Linked DNA regions of Sus scrofa: regions 2 and 3 are each linked to region 1. The links are chromatin contacts, called in public Hi-C and HiChIP or PLAC-seq maps. All regions are on one chromosome and are shown on one strand. The core of a region is the stretch at or near the end of the contact, and the rest is flanking DNA. Distances in the headings are between cores, read along the strand shown.

Region 1 (3,171 bases), core at 325-2,824:
CCGGCCTATACCACAGCTACAGCACCACCAGATAAGAGCCACGTCTGCAAGGCCGGATCCTTAACCCACTGAGTGAGGTCAGGGATCGAAACCGCATCCTCATAGATACTAGTCAGATTCTTCTCTCCCCCCCCCCCCCCCGCCCGCTGAGCCACAGTGGGAACTCCTGTGTGCTCTACCTTTAAATACATACTTATTACATCATATGAAGTCAGTTCCCCTGCAAAAGGCACTGTTCTGGTTGCTCAGTAGCTGAGGCTCTATATCACTCAGGATTAGTGCTAAAATGTGTCGTAGAGGGAACTGTTTCCTCTCCCTTTTAAGCTGAAAGTGGTATTTTACATTCTGAAAGAGCAAACAGATTTGCTGAATTGTGTTTAACAGCTTTCTGCATGAAAAGTTTCTGATGGGACCAAGAAACTACCATTCCACTGCGATGTGACTTTGGGGCGCACTCAAGAGTGCACAGAGCCTTCCAGAGCTGCAATCTTCTTTAACCCCTGGAAGAGTCACCTCCAGGAAAGGCTCCAGCCACAGAAGCCAACCATACACCATACCACCTGAGCAAGCGCGCTGAATGAAAGAAAGCGGAATCTGGAGCGAAACTTCTCGTTTCCTGTAGCTGTTGAGAGAGGTTGGACTCGCTCCTTCCCACATGGCTTAAGTCGAGCTATAAACATAACCATGTAGCCTGCCAGCTGGCCACAAGCTCTGGGGGCTTTCGGGGGCAGCCGCTGTGCTGTGCTCCCTTTTCCTCCTTTTGACCAGTGTCATTCCGCACAGATAACGGTATGAGAACGCCCTCCACTTCCTAGAGTCCTCATTTATGTCATGGTTCCTCTTTCAAGAAAACATGGGGACGAAACGCAAAGCAAAAGAAGAGACTAAAGGCAAAAGTACCCCCCATCAGCGCCCTTCATCCCCCTCCATCGTCCCCATAAAAGAGCAGGTTCAAATTCCTTTTGTTGTTCACCGACACACACACACACACACACACCCCACGTAGGTGAAGGGCACCCAAGACAGCTTGTTCTTTCCCGCCTCACAGAAAGCCCTTACGAAATCCTCCTACCATCTCAGGACGCAGGGCTCTAGCATTCAGCTAAAGAGCTAATAAACCATCTCAAGTCAAGGTCCAAGAAGTGGTCCGCAAAGCAGAAGGCTGCGAGGCAGGGCACGCTGAGCGCACCTAGATGTTTGCATTTACACAAAGAAATTAGCCGGCTGATTAATGGGAGACGCCGGCTGGAGGCGGAGGCGCCCGCGCCGGCCTCCTTACCTGGGACATCTGAGGCCTCAGGTTGATCTCCTTCAGGTTAATAGAGTGCGCCCGGAGGTTGTTGAGCAGCTGGCAGAGCAGGACTCCATCGCGGAGGGTCTGAGCCAGGTCGAACACCTGCGCCGAGTCCCAGGTCACCCGGTGGTTGGCGGGCAGCACCTTGCAGTGGATGAGCCACTGTGCGCACTGCTTCCACGGCTCCATGCCCGACGGCTCCCGGACGCTGCCGGCCCGGGGCAGGCGGCGAGGATGCGGCGGCCGCCGCCGCGGTTCCTCCGCCCCGCCGACGCCAACGCCAGCCGCGGCGGGCCCCTTCCCAACGAGGGTGCGACGGTGCGAGGGAGCCGGCGCCCGGGCGGGTGGATCCGGGGCTTTGCGCGGGGTTCGGCTCCGGTCCCGGCCGAGGTCCGCCGCCGCCCGGCCGCCGCTGCAGCGCGTCCAGCGCTCTCTCCGTGCGCTCCGGCCGGCTCGGCGGCGACCGCCGCGCACAGGCTTCCGACTCGCGAGCCCGGCGCCGGGCAACTGAGCATGCCCAGCGCGCCGGCCGGTCTCGCTGCCGTCTGCGAGTCCCCAGAGGCGCGGGTGGGAGAGCGCGCGCCGCCCTGGCCTGGGGTCGGCGGCCCGGGCGCGGAGGGGAGGAGGCGGGGGCGGGATGGCCGAGGGGATCCCGGCGCTCCCGCCCACCGCCCCCCCAGGTTGGCGAGGCTCACACAGCCCCAAGCGTCTGAAGATCTTCTACCGGGACGCCTTCCCGGTTTGGGGAGAGAGTATCTGAACACTGTAATTCTGCGGGGGTTCCTGTTAGGACCCCCTAAACCGCGAGCACAATTTTTAAAGGATCTGAGAGGAGGGAAGGATTAATTGGGGCATCGGGACTCCCCGGGGGGAGGGCACAGAGCATCCTGAGAATGCAAGGCTGAAAGTTTTAGAGATCGTTGCCCCCGCAACCCTTCCACCCGCTAAATTCTCTTCCTGCAGATAATTCCAGTTCCTCCAAGTTAGTTGCTCTTAAAGCTGTTTGGGCACCTTAAAAGCGTGTGTTTGGAGACGCCTGCAGAAACCCGCCCCCCACCCCGAGCCTATTTCAACAAGAGATATTTTTCACTTAGAGATGGTGTCCCTCTCCCGTCGCAGGTTCGGAACTGTTGGGCGCCGCAGGCCCGGCCCTTTTGCTGACCGCACAAAAAACCTGCGGGAGAGAAATAGGCCTGTGAAACGCCCAGGAGTTCCCGGCGGCCACACTGCGCATGCGTGGGCGCCCCGGGCCGGGGTTTGAGAGCAGTTAACAGCAGTCTTCAGCGGCACGGGTAGGGCTAAGCTGGGGGACGTGTAGTGAAAGTTGGAACAGGACCCCAGAACTCTAGTGCTGGCTGAGCAGCGCCTGTGCATTTCTTAAATCTTTGGGGGTTGCCCAACGCTGGCCCCTTTTACTCCCACCGTCCCTCAAAACCAAAAATAGTGTTTGAATTCTTTTTCTCAAGGTATTACCACATCCAGCTCTTGCCGTTCTGTGTAAATGTGATTCTGGGTCACTGTTTCGAGAGGTATTCTTTTACATTTTGAAAATAAAAATGAAATATGAAATCTGGGATTTTACATCATTTTTTAATTTTACGTTTCCGTAGTTCAAACTTTCTATTATGAATCACATTAATTTGATAAGCAGGGCAAAATATTATGTTTAAAAGTATTTCTGATAAGGACAGGGACTGCATGCCTTTCCACTAGCCTGTGACAAGAGCAGCACACGGTGAATGTTAAACAATAACTCAGCCTGAGGATTTCCTTTCCTCACGGGCATCCTTCCCCAGCCACTTCCTCTTGTGTTCAAACTAGATTGCACCAATGGTACAATGTTTCCTAACCTGTAATTTTGGCAAATATATCCTCCT
Region 2 (3,171 bases), core at 482-2,981, 160 kb before region 1:
GAAGTCAATGAGCTAAAATGTATTTTTCTCACGCAACTCGTTGCTATGATAATAGATATAAGTTGTCCTAATTAAAGAAAATGGAAAGAGGTTCTACTACAAGGCCTATTCAAAATGAGAAGAAAAAAAAGCAAAGAAAAGGAAAAAAAAGGTAAACATCTCTCTCTGGGTTAAGGTAATCTTTGAATTCCTTAGTTCAAAGACGGAACCGCCAAGGTTCCGGGGCTGTGCAGGGGCTGTGCAGGGGTCTCACTCGGTGATTACCCACACATATGCTTATTTATCACCTACTGGAGGAGGCAGCTTATCACTGGGGTGACAGACTCCGAGCTCTGAGGTAAGGACACCTGGCTGAGCGAGGCCACCCCTTACCGGCCTTATGGATGGTAACAACCACTCACCTGCCTCTCGGAGTTACTGGGAAAAGTAAATGCGATAACGCCCATCAACAAATGCTTAACTCAATAGATGTGAACTTTAAAAAAGAATCCCATCGCAGTAGAGTTGATTTACCATGTTGGGCTAATTTATGCTGCACAGCAAGGTGATTCAGCCACACATACACACACATCCGTTCCCATAGAGGTCGTCACAGAACACTCTCTAGATTTCTCTGTGCTACACAGCAGGTTCCTGTGGATCACCCATCCCATACACAAAAGTGTGCATGTGTCAGTCCCAGCCCCCCCAGTACTTCCCTCTCCCCTCCACCCTTCCCCGTTGGAAAGCATAAATTTGTTTTCAAAGTCTGTGAGTATGTTTCTGCTTTGTAAATAAGTTCATTTGTATCATTTTTTCACTTCTTTATCCATTCCTCTGTTGATGGACATAATAAATGTAAACTTTTATTAACATATAAAATACAATGATTATATACAAAAGAAATTTAATTGGAAGCCTTCATGCAACTTCTTCCTGGTTGAAGAGCGAGAAACCACCACCAAGATAACACCTGATATCAATTCATTTCCATAATAAAGACAGCACATCTTTAGTGAGTGTGTAAATTCAGGAGATGATGTATGAACAAATACTAAATTTATCAAAATAAACTGATTCAGGAGTTCCCTTTGTGGCGCAGTGGTTAACGAATCCGACTAGGAACCATGAGGTTGCGGGTTCGATCCCTGCCCTTGCTTAGTGGGTTAACGATCCAGCGTTGCCGTGAGCTGTGGTGTAGGTTGCAGACGCGGCTGGGATCCTGCGTTGCTGTGGCTCTGGCGTAGGCCGGTGGCTACAGCTCCGATTCGACCCCTAGCCTGGGAATCTCCATATGCTGCGGGAGCAGCCCAAGAAATGGCAAAAAGACAAAAAAAAACTGATTCAGGATAAAAATAATCATTTGCTAAATTTCTGAAAATATGCATTATTGAGTGAAGAGTCCAGCTACTGGAAGACTCCAGAATAATCCGTGGAGTAATATTTGGGCTCATGAATTAACCGCATTGTTGAATTTTAGTATGAGCCTTGTCCTGACTTGGCACTGTTTTAAAGTTACAGGGTGGAGTCAGCCTCTAATTTTTTTTTTTTTCACTGTGGTCCCAGCAGTGTCACTATTTATAAAAAGATAAATAGCAGCAGTATTAGCATGGCTACACATGTGCTGTTGCTCTCATTTACTTTAACACAAATACTAAAACACCAGAACTATTCACAAGCTGTGCCCTCCCCACAAGACTCTTATGTAGTTTGATTTTTTCATATAACTGTCCACCAGAGGGAGCCAGACGACAGTATATTCGCTTCTGCAATGCGTGTACCGTACAAACATTTCTGAAAATAAACAAGCTGAAACCATCGCCTCTTATTGACTCAAAGGGATTACTGATTACTACTCTATCATAGAAAAATACCATAAAAATATAAATCGTGGAAGAGACGGGAGGATAGTATGTAGTATGTCCTAAAGTGAATCTCTCAGGTCTATCGCTCAGGGTTATTTCTATCTTATGGTACATCAAGTCCATCCATTAACTCCAAGTTTAGCCAAAGCAAATAAAGGCTGTTTGGTCAATGCAGCATTTTTAGAACAGTGTGTATTGTATTAAGGTAAAGTGCATCCGGATTTGAAATAGACAAGTACACAAATTAATGCCAGATTCTTAAGTCCTCTGTGTGGAGACCAATCTACTGTTAGAAACATCCATCAGGAATATTTATAAAAGGAAACATCCCCAAGGGCAGTAAAAAAAAAAAAAAAAAAAAAAAAAAAGGAAGAAGAAGAAAAGACTATTTGCCTTGAAATGCCTTAATTTCGAAAATTTCACCTCAAATAATATGGAATACGGACATTTACTCTCAGAAAGAGGAGCAGCGAGTTAGATTATTTGCAAAGTAACAGGCTGACAATCAACTACTAAATCCCCAGCAGGGATTTTTCCTTCTCTACATCATCATCCATCCTTTGTTTGATAAGAAGAGTGGCATCTGTAAGAAAAAAATTCCAGATAACAATGCCTAAGAGTTGTCGTGGGAGGAAGGGGGGTGGCGTGGGCAGGCAGGCTGCTTTATGAGCGTGAGATCCCAGAATCTGTGAAGGATCAAGGGGCAAGTTGAAGAAAGACAGCGGGGTCAAACCTGCCTTTTTAGAAGATCTCAGCAAAGTGCAGGAGAGACTAGGGTAGGAGGAGGTGGCATACAGACAGGGGCCAGGAGAGCCACTAGGAGAGGTTTCTCCATTATCCAGGGAAGAAATGAGAGGTCTGAACCAAGCAGCAGCAGAGCTAGAGAAGAGGTGGACAGATGCGAAGTATTTCTCAGTAGCTGATGCACCGGGGAGGCTGAGGGAGGAGAAAGAGCTCAGGATGACCTGAGCTATTAACATCATGAAGGGCCAACTCCACTGCCGCCACCTGGAAAGCTCCAGAAGGCTGAGAGCAGGAAGCTCTGGTTCTCTGTTCCATGCATGTGCCTGACCATGTACATCACGAACTTGGCCAGGCTGGTCCCCATCCAGAGCCTTCTCTCACCTTCTCCCACCTCCAGTCTGGGTTCTTTGTGTCCCCACAGGACTCTGGACATAACTCTGCCCTAGCATCTATCACCTATTTTTAGAAATGTATTTGCTGTCTAAAACATTTGGAAAAGCCCCATGTTTTGTCAACTGAAACAATATAGTAACACATAAAAGTCGTCTGTCCACACCTGTCTCCCCATCTGCCTATACAGGAG
Region 3 (3,171 bases), core at 460-2,959, 130 kb after region 1:
TTAGGGAAAGGGAGAGAGAGAGAAATAATTAGAGGGACGCCAAGGATAAAATGAGGTTTTAATCATGAGAGGTTCTATTGCACCATCGTTACCCCTTTTGACTCTACATTTTTTGCCTGAAAGTCTACTCATTCTTTAAGATCTAACTGATAGACCATCTCTTCTGCAAAACTTTCATCATCTTTTCCCCTCCTCCCAGGCCCAAGCAAAATTAATTACTTCCCAGTTTGGGAGCTCCCAGGGAAAAGTCCAGATCTGTAAGAGTACTTGTCTCAATGTACTGCTATTGTTGGTATCTTGTCTGCTTCCTGCACTAAGGTGTGGGGACATAAGCCCTGAGTCCCCCTGCCCCCAAATCTGTGCAGTCTTTGAATTTAGCACAGGTACTTGAAATGTCAAAGTTTAAATAAAGGATTAGAAGAAACGAATCACTCAGGAATGATATAGTAACAAATCACAGTCTTTAGAATGGTCTGGAACATGGATGTGTGCTCATCAGCAATGTCAGAGAAGGGACTTCTTTATTTCATTGGAAGTTGATGACCCTATAATCCCCCTCCTAAGGGTCCATAATTTTCTGCCCTGGATGATATGAAATCATCATCATATGCATATATGAAATAATATTTCCAAGGGAGCTGTGTTTTCATGCATTCATTAACTTATTCTGGAGAATATTTTTAGCTTTCATCATATCTGGTTGTATTTGAGAACCTAAGTAAAAGGAAAAAATACCCTTTAATGTGGTAGAAATTTCCCTTAATATGGTAAAAATATCCTTTAATAGAACAGAAATGGGAACCTACACACAGTTGTAGCTGGCAAGGTCACTTTGGTAAGGTTCAGATCCTGCACACAAAACTGACCTCAACTTGGCAGCTTCTGCACCGTAAATTACAGGACTGAAAAGAAAGTCAACACTCATTCTAATTAGAGTGATACCCAGCTGTTAGCAATGAACAAAAGGGGCCTAGAGAAGGCAAACCGCCAGCACATATTTTTCAACAGCAAGCAGTTCATTACAATGATAAGGCAAGAGCAGTAAGGGACGGACACATGGTTCTAACTAGACCTGGGAGGTGGGAAGTGCCAGCCCTGGGCCAGATGTATCATTCCAGATCCTGGACTTAAGACTGCAGATGTCTGTTGATGCAGGACAATGATCATACTTAGAGGAAAAAATTTTAAGGAAAAACGTCAGCAACAGGGGAAGGAGCTGGGACAGCTGACGGTCAATCATCTGCCGAAACTCAGGTCTATGTATGACTGGATCACTTTGTTGTGCGGCAGAAATTATCACAACCTTGTAAATCAACTATATTTCAATAAAACATTTAACAATGAAAAAAGGAGCTATTTAAAAAAAAAAAAAAAAAGAATCACCTGGATGCTTCAAAAAAGTGACTGATGCTGGAGTCCCGCAACCAGGGAACCTCATTGCTGGGTCCCAGCTGGGCTCTGGGACTCGGGGTCATTGATTTGCTCCAGATCACCCAGGTTTTAGTTACCTGCAGGCTAGAGAGGATCACTGATGGTGTCCAGGTCCGCATATCTTTCTCCTACCCAGCGTCTGTCGTAACCAGCCCCTGATATGCTGCAAATGCAATGGCCAGCCTTGCTCAGCATTTCTCAAACATCTTTCATGGTGAGATAAAAAGCATACTCAAAACCCCGTGTGGCTCAGTCCAACTGGAGAGACCGTGTCCAGAGAGCCTTGTTTCTATCAGGGAGCGTCTCATCCATTTCTCTTCACTCACGTCACAGGCCAGTCTTGCTGAAGCCAGGAAGTTCTGAGTAAGATCTGGGCAAAGAAATAATAATTCTGTAATTCCCAATTGGCCTGCCTCATCCTGTAACCAAACAGCTGTTGTTGTTGTCTGCTTGCTGAGAGTGCATGCCCCCCCCCAAACACACACACACAAACACACACACGAACCATAACTCACACTCAGCTGTAACCCAGCAGTTCTCTCAAGCCATTTGCAGCCTCTCCTAAACTCCACAATGATTTTATCACTGATGTAATGGCACTTACCTAAAAATCTCAATACGTAATTACATTTAACCCTGATAAACACCTTGACAACTATATTATAAAGGAATCTAGTTGGTCGATAAAATTTAAATATATTCCAAACGGACAAAAGGAGTCCCGGGAACCATGACGCCTCATGTTACCATTGCCATGACCTGGAACCTGCCTCCCATGGCAGCATCGTACAGCTTTTTGTTGCACCTGATCCATCCAGTGAGGAGACAGCTGTCAGAAAAACCACATATGCAAAATTCACAAAGATCTTATGTTTGCTTTTTTAGCATATTAAAAAAAAAATACTGACCCATGAATAGGTCTAGAACATAAGGCTACTCTTGGCTTTGGAGCGTTTTTGAGATAAGAAGTTTTCATACTTTGATGTGTATCAGAATCACCTGGGGAGTGGGAGCTGGGAATTTTTCTTATCGATTTATTAATAGATTTTATTTTTTAGAGCAGTTCTGGATTTACAGAAAATTAAGGTGATAAAATACGGAGAATTACTATACACGTGTGCTCCCCACATGCAGTCTCCCCCGTTAACATCTGACACTAGTTTGGTGCCTGTGGTACAATTACGGAACCCATATTAATACATTACGAATGAGGATCTGTAGTTTCTTCAGATTTCCTTTGTTTTTCCCGAATGCCCTTATTCTAGTCCAGGATATCACATCATGCATGTAGTTGTCATGTGTCCTTAGGCCCCTCTTAGCTGTGATAGCTCCTCAGACTTGTTTCTGATGCCCTTGACAATTTTGAGGCATCCTAGCCTTGTATTTTGCAGGGAGGCCCTCTATTGGAAGATGTCCGATGTTTGCCTCATTAGATTGTGGATTATGAGTTTGGGGGAGGAGGCGCACAGAAGTAAAGTTCCCTTTTCACCCCAGCCTATGAAGGGTGCATCCGATCAACACGATTTATGACTTCCGTTGACCTTGATCATCCAGCCTAGAGAGTGTCCGTGAGGTTGCTCCAGGGAAAGGTTACCTTACCCCCTCTTTCCATGTTGCATGCTTTGGAAGGACGTCCAGAAATAAGGAGAGGAGCTGATGTTCTCCCTCCCTTAGGATGGAGGATCTCATCGTTTATTTGGAGTTTGTCTGGATGGGAAATTTGTCTCTCTCCCCATTTAT

Evidence for each region. A called contact is a pair of places that touch in the nucleus more often than the background predicts. HiChIP or PLAC-seq counts read pairs in DNA pulled down with a chosen protein or histone mark.
Region 2: a contact with region 1 is called in an H3K27ac HiChIP or PLAC-seq map of alveolar macrophages. The contact joins the enhancer-like site here to the promoter of VAV3 in region 1. A contact is called at or near these places in 2 of 5 promoter capture datasets (fetal liver and liver), 9 of 47 Hi-C or Micro-C datasets (alveolar macrophages, blood, embryonic fibroblasts and 5 more) and 2 of 2 datasets of contacts at active chromatin or transcription factors (alveolar macrophages and skeletal muscle).
Region 3: a contact with region 1 is called in a Hi-C map of skeletal muscle, with 5 times the contacts expected there. The contact joins the enhancer-like site here to the promoter of VAV3 in region 1. A contact is called at or near these places in 2 of 47 Hi-C or Micro-C datasets (epiblast stem cells and skeletal muscle) and 2 of 2 datasets of contacts at active chromatin or transcription factors (alveolar macrophages and skeletal muscle).

What each region holds. Positions count from the first base shown.
Region 1 is chr4:111,823,474-111,826,644 of Sscrofa11.1, reverse strand. It overlaps VAV3 (guanine nucleotide exchange factor VAV3), which reads right to left and starts at 1,574. Exons shown (of 28, transcript XM_021090110.1): 1 at 1,280-1,574. The coding sequence starts at 1,483.
Region 2 is chr4:111,987,446-111,990,616 of Sscrofa11.1, reverse strand. All of the region lies in intron 2 of VAV3 (guanine nucleotide exchange factor VAV3), which reads right to left. Among named protein-coding and RNA genes, the nearest start is that of VAV3, 160 kb to the right of the region's middle. Within about 2 kb of position 1,731, at least 3 of the 83 cell types and tissues checked have an H3K27ac peak or open chromatin away from gene starts, as enhancers often do. A contact at or near this core is called in alveolar macrophages, where this site is marked.
Region 3 is chr4:111,694,654-111,697,824 of Sscrofa11.1, reverse strand. It overlaps LOC106510205 (a long non-coding RNA gene), which reads right to left. Exons shown (of 7, transcript XR_002343539.1): 2 at 1,509-1,801. Among named protein-coding and RNA genes, the nearest start is that of SLC25A24, 120 kb to the right of the region's middle. Within about 2 kb of position 1,709, at least 5 of the 83 cell types and tissues checked have an H3K27ac peak or open chromatin away from gene starts, as enhancers often do. A contact at or near this core is called in skeletal muscle, where this site is marked.